Regions from separate parts of the Sus scrofa genome. Here regions 2, 3 and 4 are each linked to region 1. A link is a contact called in public HiChIP or PLAC-seq and promoter capture Hi-C data. All regions are on one chromosome and are shown on one strand. Each heading gives the region's core, a stretch centred on a gene start, on an enhancer-like site or on the middle of the called end of the contact. The rest is flanking DNA. Distances are from core to core; before and after follow the strand shown.

Region 1 (3,029 bases), core at 287-2,786:
CTATGCAATTTGCAAAGCATTTTCACAAAAGACACATTATCCTCATTGTGTGGGTCAAAGTTGACTACCCCAAAGGCAGGCATAGCTATCATTGAATCTATCTCATAAAACCTCAAAACAAACTCTTAAGCCAGGCTATCCCAACTACCAAGCCTTGGCTAGATAAGCATCAGACACACTGTAAAATGCTTTACATAAAACGTCATTGAACTATCACAGCTTCCCAATGTGATAAATCCCACTGTACTAATGAAAGAAGGACCCCCCCCCCCAAATTGAATAATTTCTCTCCCCCAAACAGATACAAAGCAAGGGAGCTAGGACTGGGAACCAGATCATTTGAATCCAGTGCCCATGCTTCTAGCCACAGTGCCCTCCCGCTTGTTGTTATATTTCCATTAATTGCAGATGAGGAAACTTGACTCAGAGGTCAAGTGAATTGTTTGAGGTCCCAGGTGGTAAAGAGGCAGAGCTGGGACTGGAACCCCAGCTCGGTGCCCCGGAATTGTCGGCTAATACAATAGAGTAAGCCACTGCATAAGACAGCAAACGTGGGGGTCCCTCTCCCTAAGATAAAGGAGATAGAGAGTTGGGGACAGACCGTATCTTCTACTTCTTACCCCTCCCCGAAAGATGTTGGCCTACCCCCAGAGTCTTAGTGAGTCAGGCCCAGAGTGATGGGTGTGGTGCTGCCCCGAGTTTCCTTCCTTTGACTGAGGCTGTGCCAAAGGAGTAAGTAGGCTGCTAGAAGGGGAGAAAGAGCAGCCCAGAGTTCAATGATTAAGGTGGGGCTGGAGGGGGGTAGTGGCAAGTCCTGGGGTCAGTCCGCCCTAGCTCTTGGTGTCAGCCCCTAGAGGCCCAACACTTAGATGAGGGTGGGCCCCAACAAGGAGCTCATTAATGCGGGAGGGTTTGCTCCATTGTGGGTGACTTGAAAAGACCTTGAAGAAAATCCACTTCAGTAAGCTTCCATTTCCACCTCCAGGATGTGAGAGATCAGAGTTGAGAAAGTAATGACTAATAAATACCTTAAACGTGCACAGCACACTTTGCAGTTTATAAAACACTTTCACCAACCTCTGCTCATTTGATTCTCAGAACAGTCAAGAAGCGACAAGGTGGCTATTACTAATTATCCCATAGACTATATATAGACCAGGAAAACCGTGGCTCGGAATTTAGGTGACATGCGTAAGTTACCCTGCCTTTAAGTGACAGAGCTGAGACAGGCCCTTGGAAGCCTAGCGATGTGCCTAGAACGCTCCCCGAAGCCAGGCCTTGAACGCTCTGCTGGTAAAGGGCTTAGAGTCGGGGGCGCTGGGCAGCAGCTAGGGGGCGCTAAGGCTCCATTGAGCGTTTCAGGGCGTTAGGACCCAGCAGAAGCCTGACAGCAGACCGGGGAAAAAAAAGACTGTAGATTTGCCCGGCCGGCGTACTCCTCCTTCCCGCCCACCTGTCTGTTTTCTCACGGTGCAGCCAATTGGTTACCTCCACATCCCTCTACGTCATCATTCCACGCCCGCGTACCTCCTAGGCCTTCCCGTCTAGCTCCGTGTCGAAGTTGTCCTCGGAGTTGCCTGATCGGAAAGTCTCGAGAGCAAGGCGTTACCCTCGGGGTATTTGGCTCGCTTGGCCACCCGGGACAAGGACAAAGCCCCAGGGCGGGTCTCCTTTCCTTAGAAGCGGGTGCTGGGTTCTGAGGAGTTTCCTCCTAGTCAGACCTGAGCTGGCAGTTCTAGCGGTAGCCGCTGGGGCCCTACTGGGCAGCGGTCGCATGCAGCTCCTATGAGGGCCCTGTCGCCGGTCGGCGATGTCCGGCTGGACCTGTCGCCGCCGCCGCCGCTGCCGGCTGTGAGCGGGTCTCCGGTCGGGTCGTCCGGGCGTCTCATGGCCGCTAGCAGCTCCCTGGTGCCCGACCGGCTGCGCCTGCCGCTGTGTTTCCTCGGCGTCTTTGTCTGCTATTTCTACTATGGGATACTGCAGGAAAAGATGTAAGCTGATACCCCGGGTCGGAACGCAGACACCCCCGTCCCATCCTGCTTCATCTCCCCAGCCTGTGGTCGGGTTCGCGGTCCTCCCACCCCTGCTCCCTCCCTTCTCAGCATCCTGACACCTTTGCAGTTGCGGCTAGACCTCCCCAGATTTCCAAAACGCGAAAGCTGGTCTCTGGATTCTCGGGAGCTGATTATTTTTCTTCCCTTAATTGCTATTTTTCTTCCCTTAATTGCTTTTTTTCTTGTTTGGTCTAAGGAGCTGGGTTTTACAGGCTTAGGTTTCCACGACCTGTGCCGGCCCCTCTTTGGAACTCCCAGATGCTTGCAGAGAGCTGATTCCTTTGCCCTCGGCCTTGCTGCTGTAGCTCATCCCTTTTTCTGTTGCCTGGGGTACTTCCTTTCACCAACTAGTTGTTCGTGTTTTCCTTTAGCTCTGTCCTTTACGGATATTTTTCTTGTAGACCTTGGGATTCGCAGCCTGAAATGTCATTTCTAGATCCAATAAAATCAGTTCTTACTGTAAATGAGCCTGGCAATCCATACCAAACTCTCTCTACATCTGGCAGGATAGTTTCAAGAGTTCAGAGGCTCTGGATTAGTAGATGACACTGAGAGAAGTGTACTAATTCCTCCCCTCTTTCTCATGCATTTCATTCTTAGAACAAGAGGAAAGTATGGGGAGGGAGCCAAGCAGGAGACGTTCACTTTTGCCTTAACTTTGGTCTTCATCCAGTGTGTGATCAATGCTGTGTTTGCCAAGATCTGTGAGTACCTAGTAATCCGTTGTGTGCCCCGCTCCCGTGGTATCCTAGGCTTTAGGCAGAGGCCCAGCCTTAAGGTCTAATTCTTAAGACTCTCGGCCCCTTTAGCACTGAAACAGCCTCTCTGTTCGATCTATAAAACTAGTGGCTTTGGAAAAGGGTGAAACCCCATTTCTTTAAATCAAGTCACATTTCTCAGAACTGTGAAGAGGATGGGTCTTCTGTGTTTCAGATCCCCATGAGAACATTTTATCCTTTTTTCTTTGTCCTTTTG
Region 2 (3,029 bases), core at 168-2,667, 390 kb before region 1:
TGTACCCCATCCTTCTGAAGGTCTGCTTCCCCCGCTGTACCCCGAGGGAACCAGACTCTACCCTGAGCCCTTCCCAGCTGTGACAGTTCTGTAACTGGGGTCCAGGCCGGGCTGGGCAGCTGCAGGGGGTTGAGAGGGGGCTCTGGAGGCTTTCCTACACGGGAGGAGCTCAGGCAGACAGGTCTTGGGGAACAGGTGCCCCGTGTCCTGACTGCCACCTTCCCCCGCCTGCCATCAGTGACGCAGCTGTAACCTGAGCCAGGCACTGTCTCTCCTCAACTCTTGAGAGAAGGGGCACCCCCCCTTCTAATCCCCAGCTGGCACCATGGAAACACGGTGGGAACAGACAGGGACCACACAATGCCTGTTTCAGTCACCACGTTGGCACAGCCTTGCTCTGGCTCCAGAGCCACCCCCAGAATGGTGGTGGTGGTGGGGGGTGTTAGGCCACCCTGGCACAAGAACCCAGGGGCAGCCAAGGGTGGGTACAAGGCACCCGACTGCACCTCACAGCGCCCCAGACCCCTGCCCAGCTGGAGACAGATGGCCAGGCCACAGCAGATTTGATCTTCAAGTGTCCTTGCCCACTGGGACAGCTGGAGGGCAGCTCCTTCAGTGGGCGGAGGTGTACTGGTCAGGGTGTCCCTCCTGTTGACTCATCTGAGAGAGCCCCTGCCCCCAACTGACCCCTCCACGTCTGCCCTGCACAGGTCTCCTTCCAGATGGCTGTGCCTCCCAGCCCTGCCTCCTTACAGCCACCAGCATCCCGGCCCATTTCTTCTCTGACCCTCACTCTTAGAATCGCCAGAACAACCCCAGGAACCCTTTCGTGCCTTCCAGCCCTAACATCACCGCCTCACTGCCCCTTCCTCACCAAGACCCCTCACAAAGCCCGAGAAGATACCTCCGATCCCTCCTCAGCGCCCCCACTTCCCACTGCCTAGTCTCTCCAGCCGGGGTGCCCTAACCCTTTTAAGGCCGGCTGCCTCCGGCCTCTCCGTTAACCCTCTCCTGCCTGGACCCCTGCAAGCCAACCCTTCCCGTCACTCGGTCTCTCTCAACCTCCGTGTTAACCCTTCACGGCCAGGACGCCTTCCTCCCCCCCAGCCCCCCCTCCCCCGCAGGTCCCGGTGGCCAGCCGCCTCCCGCCCCCTCGTACCGAAGTCCAGAAACTGCTTCATGGACAACGGGGACGGGGAGAACTTGCTGAAGTGCTCGATGTACTTGGGCGCCCCTGCCAGGGACGCATTCTTCAGTAGCGCGCGGACCCAGCGCATGGCAGCGGCGGCCGCGCCTCGGGCTCGGGCTCGGGCTCGGGCTCCGCACCCCGCGCGGGCAGCGTTGGCGCTCGGCTTGGCCCACTCGGGTCCCGCGCCGCCCAGGCCGCCTCCTCCCCACCACCGCCCTGGCGGGGCTCCGAGTCCGGCCAATCGGCTCGTCGCGGCGCCCCGACGTCGCCAATGGCCGCTCACAAACAACTTCCGGAGAGCCAATTGCCTCTCGCCCCGGCACGTGGCTGCCCCCTGGGCCCGCCCCCTTAACTCCGTGTTTGCCCGGAGCGGCCTGTTGTTTTCGGGAGGCCGGGCGGAGAGCCCGCCTCCCGGGTGTCACCCCGCCCTTCCTCCTCCCCGCCCATAGGGGTTAACCCCTCCCTTCCCAGAGGCTCGTTATTCCCATACCTATTCTACTCCTTCCTTTCCCCGCTCCCTCCTCAGACTCCTTCACGTCTCGTCTCTGAGATTGTTCCGGTAGCTGTCAGCGCACCCCATTTCCTCCCAAAGTGTCCCGATTCACCTATCTTGATTCCCATCTGCTCTCCCTTAGGGGGTCTAGTGGGTTCCCAATTCAGATGACAGTGACTCAGATTGAATGTTTGCTAACTTCGGGATCTGGATGCGAGCCCACGTCAGTCCCTCGTATCACAAAGATCCAAGCAGCTCATGAAAAGGCGGCATGTTGCTTTTCCAGTTAAAAAAGTCAGTCAACCTCCTAATTAACACCTGGAGGCGGCAGAGGCAACCCTTACCATCAGTGCTACAATGAAGTTTTCAAAAAACTTTTTTTTTTTTTTTTTGTCTTTTTAGGGCCGCACTAGCGGCACATGGAGATTCCCAGGCTAGGGGTCAAATCGGAGCTGTAGCTGCCGGCCTACGCCAGAGCCACAGCAACTCGGGATCCGAGCCGCGTCTGCGACCTACACCACAGCTCATGGCAACGCCGGACCCTTAACCCACTGAACGAGGCCAGGGATCGAACCTGCATCCTCATGGATGCTAGTAAGATTCGTTTCCGCTGAGCCACGAGGGAAACTCCCAAAACACTTTTATTTTTTTATTCTCTTCTCTTTGGACCTAAGAAAGCAACCTTTTTCGCTCTGAGCGTTCTTAGAGAAAGGTCCTGGGAGATGATTGGTGCTGGAGGCGGAGAGCCCGCCCTTCCTCAGCCAACCGGCTCTCTCGTGGGAACCCAGCGCGCGCCCTCTTGTGGTCGAGAGCGGTAAGTCCCTCGCTTCTCCCCCCACCCCCTTGAGGTGTTTTTCGCTGTTCAGTCGTGGGCTCACATTCACCAATGGCATAATAAATTTTAGGCTTTGTGCTGGGACAGGGAAAGAGACAAGATTGGGACACTGCCTTTTCCTTCGATCGTTTCATTTCTCAGTCTGGGAGAGAGCTGCATAAATAAATAAATAGTTATAACAGAATATGATTATAGCCTATGCAGAGCTATGAGCAAGGCCTCACAATGAAGGGGACTCTCTTAGCTGAATGAATAATAACCTATGTGCCAAGCACTGTTTGCATTCATTATCTCATTTACTTCTCAGGACAGCTCTATTGTGCTATTATTATCTCTATTTTGTAGATGAGGAAACAGGTTCAGAGGTCATTCTCAACTGCAGCTCTGACCGTGTTACTTCTCTTGCTCATAGCCTGTTGCTGGCTCGCCACTTCTTCCTGCAGCCTTTCCAGTTCTCACATGGTCTGCTTTGGCTTAACTCTCCAGCCTCATCTCTCCACATTTCCCCTGCT
Region 3 (3,029 bases), core at 337-2,836, 330 kb after region 1:
ACGGGAACTACATTTTGTTTATAAAATTTCAATCTCCTCCCTAACCTTTTCCCAGACTCAGGTCATTTTACTTCCCACAGGAATTTTTTTTGGGGGGAGGTGATATTTTGGGGAGAAGTAGCTGTATCTGTATTAAAAATGTCTAGAGAGGTCAGCCTTAGGGCAAGAACATGTGTGTGGGGTTTTTTTTTGTTTTGTTTTTTGGCTTTTGCCTTTTTAGGGCTGTACTCGTGGAATATGGAGGTTCCCAGGCTAGGGGTCTAATTGGAGCTGTAGCCACCGGCCTACACCAGGGCCACAGCAATGCGGGATCCAAGCCGCATCTGTGACCTACACCACAGCTCAGGGCAACGCCGGATCCTTAACCCACTGAGCAGGGCCCTCAGGGATTGAACCCCTGTCCCCATGGATACTAGTCGGGTTTGTTAACACTGAGCCACGACTGGAACTCCGATGTGTACTTTTAATAATGGAGGGAGAATAAGGAGTTCCAATTAAGATAAGATTTGAAAACATCACGGAAGTTTGGTTTATGGTAGGAAAGGTCATGCCTTGGTTCTACTCCACCCAAGGCCTTTGCCTTGCCTGGTTCATTTCCCCCCTCTGTACTCTAAGCACTTCCAGCTATGGACACTTTCTCTTGGCTCTGAACTTGGATAAATGCTACCTTGTTAGCTAATAGTACCATTAATTATATTAATGATTAATAGCTAATTAGTCATAACGCTGTAATACTTAAATGGAGGCTTCCTTTCTTTTGGCAGCTCTATGTCTCAAGCGCCCACACACACACACACACACACACACATATCCCCTTCCCTATTCCTGGCCACAGAACAAGCGTGGCTCTAAATGTGTTTTTCTGACCACTCTGGTGATCTCTAAATTTCTCCAGTTTTTATTGAAGAAAGCTGTCAATAACAGTTGAAAGCTGTCCCATTCATCTGGGGAATGACGGACCACTACGGCTTATATTTTGCCTCCTTTATTTCTGTCCTCTGTCACTCCCCCTGCCCTTCAGTAACAAGGAGGCCAGCGTCAAGTTTCTTTTTTTAACCTTCTTTCACAAACCCAAAAAGCTCTTTGACTTATAAATCTCACTTGGGCCTACGTCTCTACTCTGGCCCCCTTTCTCCACTTTCCCTTATGCTAAGCCGCCCCCTACTTCGTGGAATCCCACTCCCCCAGCCCAAAGCTCCCTCCCACCTCTGCGTTTTGGCTTCCTTTCAGGAACCACGCCCCCAGAACCCAAGGCGTGTTTTGCGCACGCGCACTTCACGCCTTTACCTGGGCGCTCGGGAGTGGGCGGAGTGGGGGAGGCTGGGGTGGAGCGGGAGTCGGCGGTTATGTGGGCGGCGGAGCGCTCACAATGTGGCAGGAGGGAGAAAAGGTGCGCCAGGGGCCGGCCCCGAGGGCTGCGCATGCGCGCCGCCGCGCCCAGTGGCCGAGATGCCAGGGGGGCGGGCGGAGGGAGGTGTCGGGCTCCCTGTTGGGCGGGGGGGCCGGCGAGGGAAGGGGCCGCGGGCGCGCGCGCGCTCTCGCCGCTGCTCGCCCTCCCTCCCTGCCCCCCTCTCCGCACACACAACCACACACGCACACCCCCTCCCCTGTCTCCCTCCCCGCGCGCCGCCCGCCCCGCTGGCCCCGCTCGCCCTCGCGCGCTCGGAAGGGAGTCGCGAGACGTCGGAGCGGCGGCCACGTAGCGCTGCGGCGGCGGCGGCGGCAGCGGCGGCCGAGGCCGGGTCTGCGGAGCGGCCCTGAGGACAGACGTTGGGCAGGGGGGAGGGGCCGGCCCGGCCGGCGGTTGTTACTCGAGCGCCGCGGCTACAGGCCCCCCGCCGCAGGGATGGACCGCCGAGGCGGCGGTCGGGGCGGCGGAGGCGGAGGCGGCCGGCCCGGGTGAGTAGGGGCCCCTGCCCCCCACGCACACGCCACAGTCGCGGCTGCGCCCCCGGCAGCAGCCCTTCCTCAACGCCGCCCGCCGAGCCGACCCGGGCTCTGGGCGCCGGGTTAACCCTTCGCCGAGGCAGCTGCGTGCACTAGGCCGGAGCAGCCCCCATCCGGCGGGGAGGCCCGGGGCGCTGCGCTCTTCTGGCCCAGAGCCTTGGGCCGGGGGCGCCCGCTTCTGCCCCTTCGCCCCTTCTTTTCCAGACCCGGGCTGGGCTCTAGTTTTGCAGAGTCCGCTCGCCCCGAGGCCCGAGGGGAGGCTGAGGTTGCACGGGTTAGCGGGCTGAGGGGAGATTTGCACCGGTCCTCCTGCGAACATTCTCCTGCCCTGCAGCTGGTGGCTTGCACCCACTGCCTCCCCTGCCCTGCGGCTGCGCCCAAGCCACCAACCCCTGGGAGTATTGTGCCGCCCGAGATAAAATGCATCTAGTGTGTACACCCGCCCAGCACTCACCCAGAGGGTAATGCAGACCTTTCTCCACCCCCACCTCCTCCTCCCCTCCAATCAGGCTCTACTTAAGATTCTTAGATGGGAGCCACTGAAGGTAGTGACACCCCCCTCCCCGTTACATCTGCACAGAACATGTTCATTGTGAAGCATGTCTCCTGTAGACATGATAAATGCCCCTGCCTCACCCCTTTAGACTGTCTTCACGATTTAAGATCCCATATGCTCTTCTTGAAGAGGGGCAGCCTTTCATCACATCTAGCATATCCCTCCCCCATAACACACACACACACACACACACACACACACACACTCTTCCTGATTGCCACACAGCCCCTGTCATCTCGGATCCATTGTCAGGAATGGCTTGTGCCAATCAAAGGAATGTGCTTTTTGCCTTTGGAGAAGGGTGCTTTCCACAACCATATTCTCAGGATGTTGCTGCGTGAGTCTGTCTTTGATTGTCCCCAGCTTGTCCCCGTATTCAAGCATCAGTGTTTCCCTTATAGGCATCTCCCGTGGACCCTCTAATACCTGAGTGATGCTTTTTTCCCCCAGGTAATTAGATACAGATGGTGTGTGGGGATTTCATTGATTTTGTTGTAATGAAGGCATAGTCAATAATACAGCTTGA
Region 4 (3,029 bases), core at 251-2,750, 280 kb after region 1:
AGTAGCCCAGCTAAGAAGGCAAAACCTGAATCTAATGATGAGGAAACATCAGACAAATGCAAAATGAGAAACATTCTTTTTTTTCCCCTCCCTGTTTTAATGTAATAAAAAGCAAGGAAAGTTGAAGACAAATTAAAGATGACTAAAGAGACATGAAAAATAAACACAAGACCTAATCTTGGACTGCATCCTGTACGGAGCAGGGGCGTGTGTGTGTGTGTGTGTAGACTGCTACGAAGTTCACTATTGGATCACTGGGGGGAAAGTGGAATGCAGAGAGTAGATGGAACTTATTAAAGATATATAAGAGGATATCCTTACTCTTAGAAAATACAAAGAGAGAGAAGCGAGGGAGGGAGAGGAGGCAACAACTTATAAGATGTGAAAATTAATAAAGAGAAAGCTCATTTTACATTGAGCCAGGAAGGCCAGAATAGGGAACTCTCACACCCTACCAACAGCTAGAGACCCAAGAGGAAGAGCTACCATTGCATCCCCAACAGGAAGAAGGGTACCACTTTTCTATCCAGGAGGAGGAAGGAAATTTTTCTCCTCGTCCAGCAACAGCCCAGCCAATAAGAGACCGTCACAATTCAGCCAATAAAAAGCCACTACACTTCAAATTGTTTCCTCTAACTCTTTGTTTATAACAGCCCCTCCCAGCTCCCCCTTCTCCAACATAAAAAAAGGTCTTTTTTGCTCTGCACACTTGCCTGCAGGGTGCCAAAGTTTGCATGTCCAGAATTGCAATTCAGTGATGTTCCCAAATAAACCCAATTTACTGGTAAAATAACTGGCTGTTTTGTTGTTTTAGAGCGACAAAGCAAATGGAGCAAATTGTCAGCAAAAGATGAACCTTCAGTAAGGTTTTCACGTGTTCTTTGTACGATGCATGCAACCACTCCAAAGAGACTTTAAAAAAAAAAAAAAAAGTACCCATGGGACCCTAACTTTAAGCCCAACCCCTTTGCTAAATTGGTGCAAGACCCTGAATGAATCCCTTTCTATCTGGGCCTCATTTTCTAGTCCAGATGGTTTCTAACGTTCCCTGGCTATCCATGTCCCACAACTCAAAACACTTCTTTCTTTGGAAAGAAAAGAAGACAGCCCCTTCACCTCTCAGCCTACCGGTTACTTCACAACTTTCTCCAAAGTGATCAACCTTTCCTCTGCCCATCCTCGCCACCTACCAGCAGTCTCAGCCACTCTTTCCTAGAGCCTTAGGGCCCATCTTCGGGGGCTCTAGGATCGCTTCAGAACAGGCACGTGCATTTCTCTCCCAAGAAACTACAGCCCCCAAAAGGCTTTGCGGCAACCCTGGGCATTTAGTACCACCAAAGAGAAAAAGCTTTCAGCTCGGGCCGGCCGCTGCATGGCTTTTTGGGAATTGTAGTTCCCGTGCGAAGAGCCCGGGAACCAGGGTACCGCCGCAAGCCACGCTTCCCAGAACGCACAGCGCCAGTCCCTGCCAATCAAAGACGCGGATCTTGGAAGGAGAGCTGGGGGGAAGAGGAGGAGCTGCGCGGCGCATGCGCGGTATGTGTGGCTGGGGAATTCATGTGGAGGTCAGAGTGGAAGCAGGTGAGAATGGAGCAGGGTGGTTGCGGCCCCCGACGGGTTGTCTCCGTGGTCCCTCTGAGCTCCCATGCCTTGAAGTTTGGGCCGGTGGGACGAGTGCGTGGGTCCACCTGGTGTCGGAAGGGAACGGGGGTGAGCCTGGGAGGAGGTTGCGTTAGAGTAAGGAGGTGTGTATGGGGGCAGGGTGAGGAATAATCCAGAAGCTGTTAGAAATGGAAAGGCTGAGGGGTCAGGACCGGGAATTCAGGTCTGGTAGAGAAATATTTAAATGCACGGGGAGAGGTCAGGGTAGTCTCAGAAGTTGTGATCTGGGGAGGAGGGAGGGGAGGCCGAAGTGGATGACCACTATGGGGCGGAGCAAGACAAAGTTAAGTGCTTGAGTGGATTCGAGTGAGATCGGCGTTGCTCCCGCCCACCCCGCCCCTCTCCCTCTCGCTTTGCAGCCGTTTAGGGCCTTTCTGGCCCAGTTGGTTCTTGTGGTGTGTTGGCCCCAGAATGTCATCCAGCCTGTGCTTCCGTAACAACAGGTCGTTCTCAATCCCGGATGATAAGCAGCAGCAGGGTCAGGAGTTTAGCTCTGCCTTCTAGAACGAGACCTCCAGGTTCTAATCCTGGTTGCATCACTGCTAGCTGTGTGATCTTAGGCTCCTCCTGTGACCTCTGTGTGCCTCAGTTTCCTCCTTTGTAGTAATCCTCATAGAGGTTGATGTGAGGAAGACTGCCTAGTGTCATTCTTTTGCTGTTGTAATCACATTCTTTTCTGAGCCCAAATTCCAAGGAATTAACCACACAGACTCTCCTGGGGCCTGCCTCTCCAGGAAAGGGGAGGGTGGTCTGGTGTGGTGCTAAGTATCAAGTATCAATCCCATAATCCCATGCCCTCTTCCTTTTTTTTTTTTCCTTTAGGGCACTGCACCCAAGGCCTGTGGAGGTTCCCAGGCTAGGGGTCGAATTGGAGCTGCAGCTGCCGGCCTATAGCACAGCCACAGCAACGAGGGATCGGAGCCACATCTGCAACCTGCACCACAGCTTGTGGCAACACCAGGTCCTTAATGCACTGAGCGAGGCCAGGGATCGAACCCACATCTTCATGTATACTAGTCAGGTTCATTAACCACTGAGCCACGACAGGAACTCCTGCATTTTGAACCACCTGCCCCAGGCCCCCTTTTTTCCTTTTGTTTCTTTTTGTTTCCTGTTTGGCTGCCCCACAACATATAGAGTTCCCAGGCCAAGGATCATACCCAAATCGCAGTTGCAGCAACACCAGATCCTTTAGCCCACTGTGCTGGGCCAGGGATTGAACCTTGGTCCTGGCACCGCAGGGATGCCACTGACCCGTTGTGCTGGAACATCCCCAGGCCCCTTTTCTTAAGTGGTAGAAAAAAAGCAGCAGAAAAAAGAAAAGCAAAGGGATTGATAATACCCTTTGAAAGCTGCAGAGTGTTATT

What was found. Promoter capture Hi-C pulls out the DNA fragments that hold promoters and counts their contacts. HiChIP or PLAC-seq counts read pairs in DNA pulled down with a chosen protein or histone mark.
Region 2: an H3K27ac HiChIP or PLAC-seq map of alveolar macrophages shows a contact between it and region 1. The contact joins the promoter of PDK2 here to the promoter of SLC35B1 in region 1. A contact is called at or near these places in 1 of 5 promoter capture datasets (liver), 4 of 47 Hi-C or Micro-C datasets (alveolar macrophages, embryonic fibroblasts, heart right ventricle and 1 more) and 1 of 2 datasets of contacts at active chromatin or transcription factors (alveolar macrophages).
Region 3: a promoter capture Hi-C map of liver shows a contact between it and region 1, with 3 times the contacts expected there. The contact joins the promoter of ZNF652 here to the promoter of SLC35B1 in region 1. A contact is called at or near these places in 1 of 5 promoter capture datasets (liver) and 1 of 2 datasets of contacts at active chromatin or transcription factors (alveolar macrophages).
Region 4: a contact with region 1 is called in a promoter capture Hi-C map of liver, with 5 times the contacts expected there. The contact joins the promoter of PHB here to the promoter of SLC35B1 in region 1. A contact is called at or near these places in 2 of 5 promoter capture datasets (fetal liver and liver), 12 of 47 Hi-C or Micro-C datasets (alveolar macrophages, embryonic fibroblasts, epiblast stem cells and 6 more) and 2 of 2 datasets of contacts at active chromatin or transcription factors (alveolar macrophages and skeletal muscle).

What each region holds. Positions count from the first base shown.
Region 1 is chr12:25,887,053-25,890,081 of Sscrofa11.1, reverse strand. SLC35B1 (solute carrier family 35 member B1) reads left to right here and starts at 1,536. Exons shown (of 9, transcript XM_021067140.1): 1 at 1,536-1,991; 2 at 2,655-2,758. The coding sequence starts at 1,786.
Region 2 is chr12:26,272,950-26,275,978 of Sscrofa11.1, reverse strand. PDK2 (pyruvate dehydrogenase kinase, isozyme 2) reads right to left here and starts at 1,417. Exons shown (of 11, transcript XM_021067148.1): 1 at 1,160-1,417. The coding sequence starts at 1,277.
Region 3 is chr12:25,552,496-25,555,524 of Sscrofa11.1, reverse strand. ZNF652 (zinc finger protein 652) reads left to right here and starts at 1,586. Exons shown (of 6, transcript XM_013980996.2): 1 at 1,586-1,899.
Region 4 is chr12:25,608,164-25,611,192 of Sscrofa11.1, reverse strand. It overlaps PHB (prohibitin), which reads left to right and starts at 1,500. Exons shown (of 7, transcript XM_003131560.6): 1 at 1,500-1,581. It overlaps LOC106505435 (a long non-coding RNA gene), which reads right to left and starts at 1,269. Exons shown (of 3, transcript XR_002337165.1): 1 at 1,191-1,269.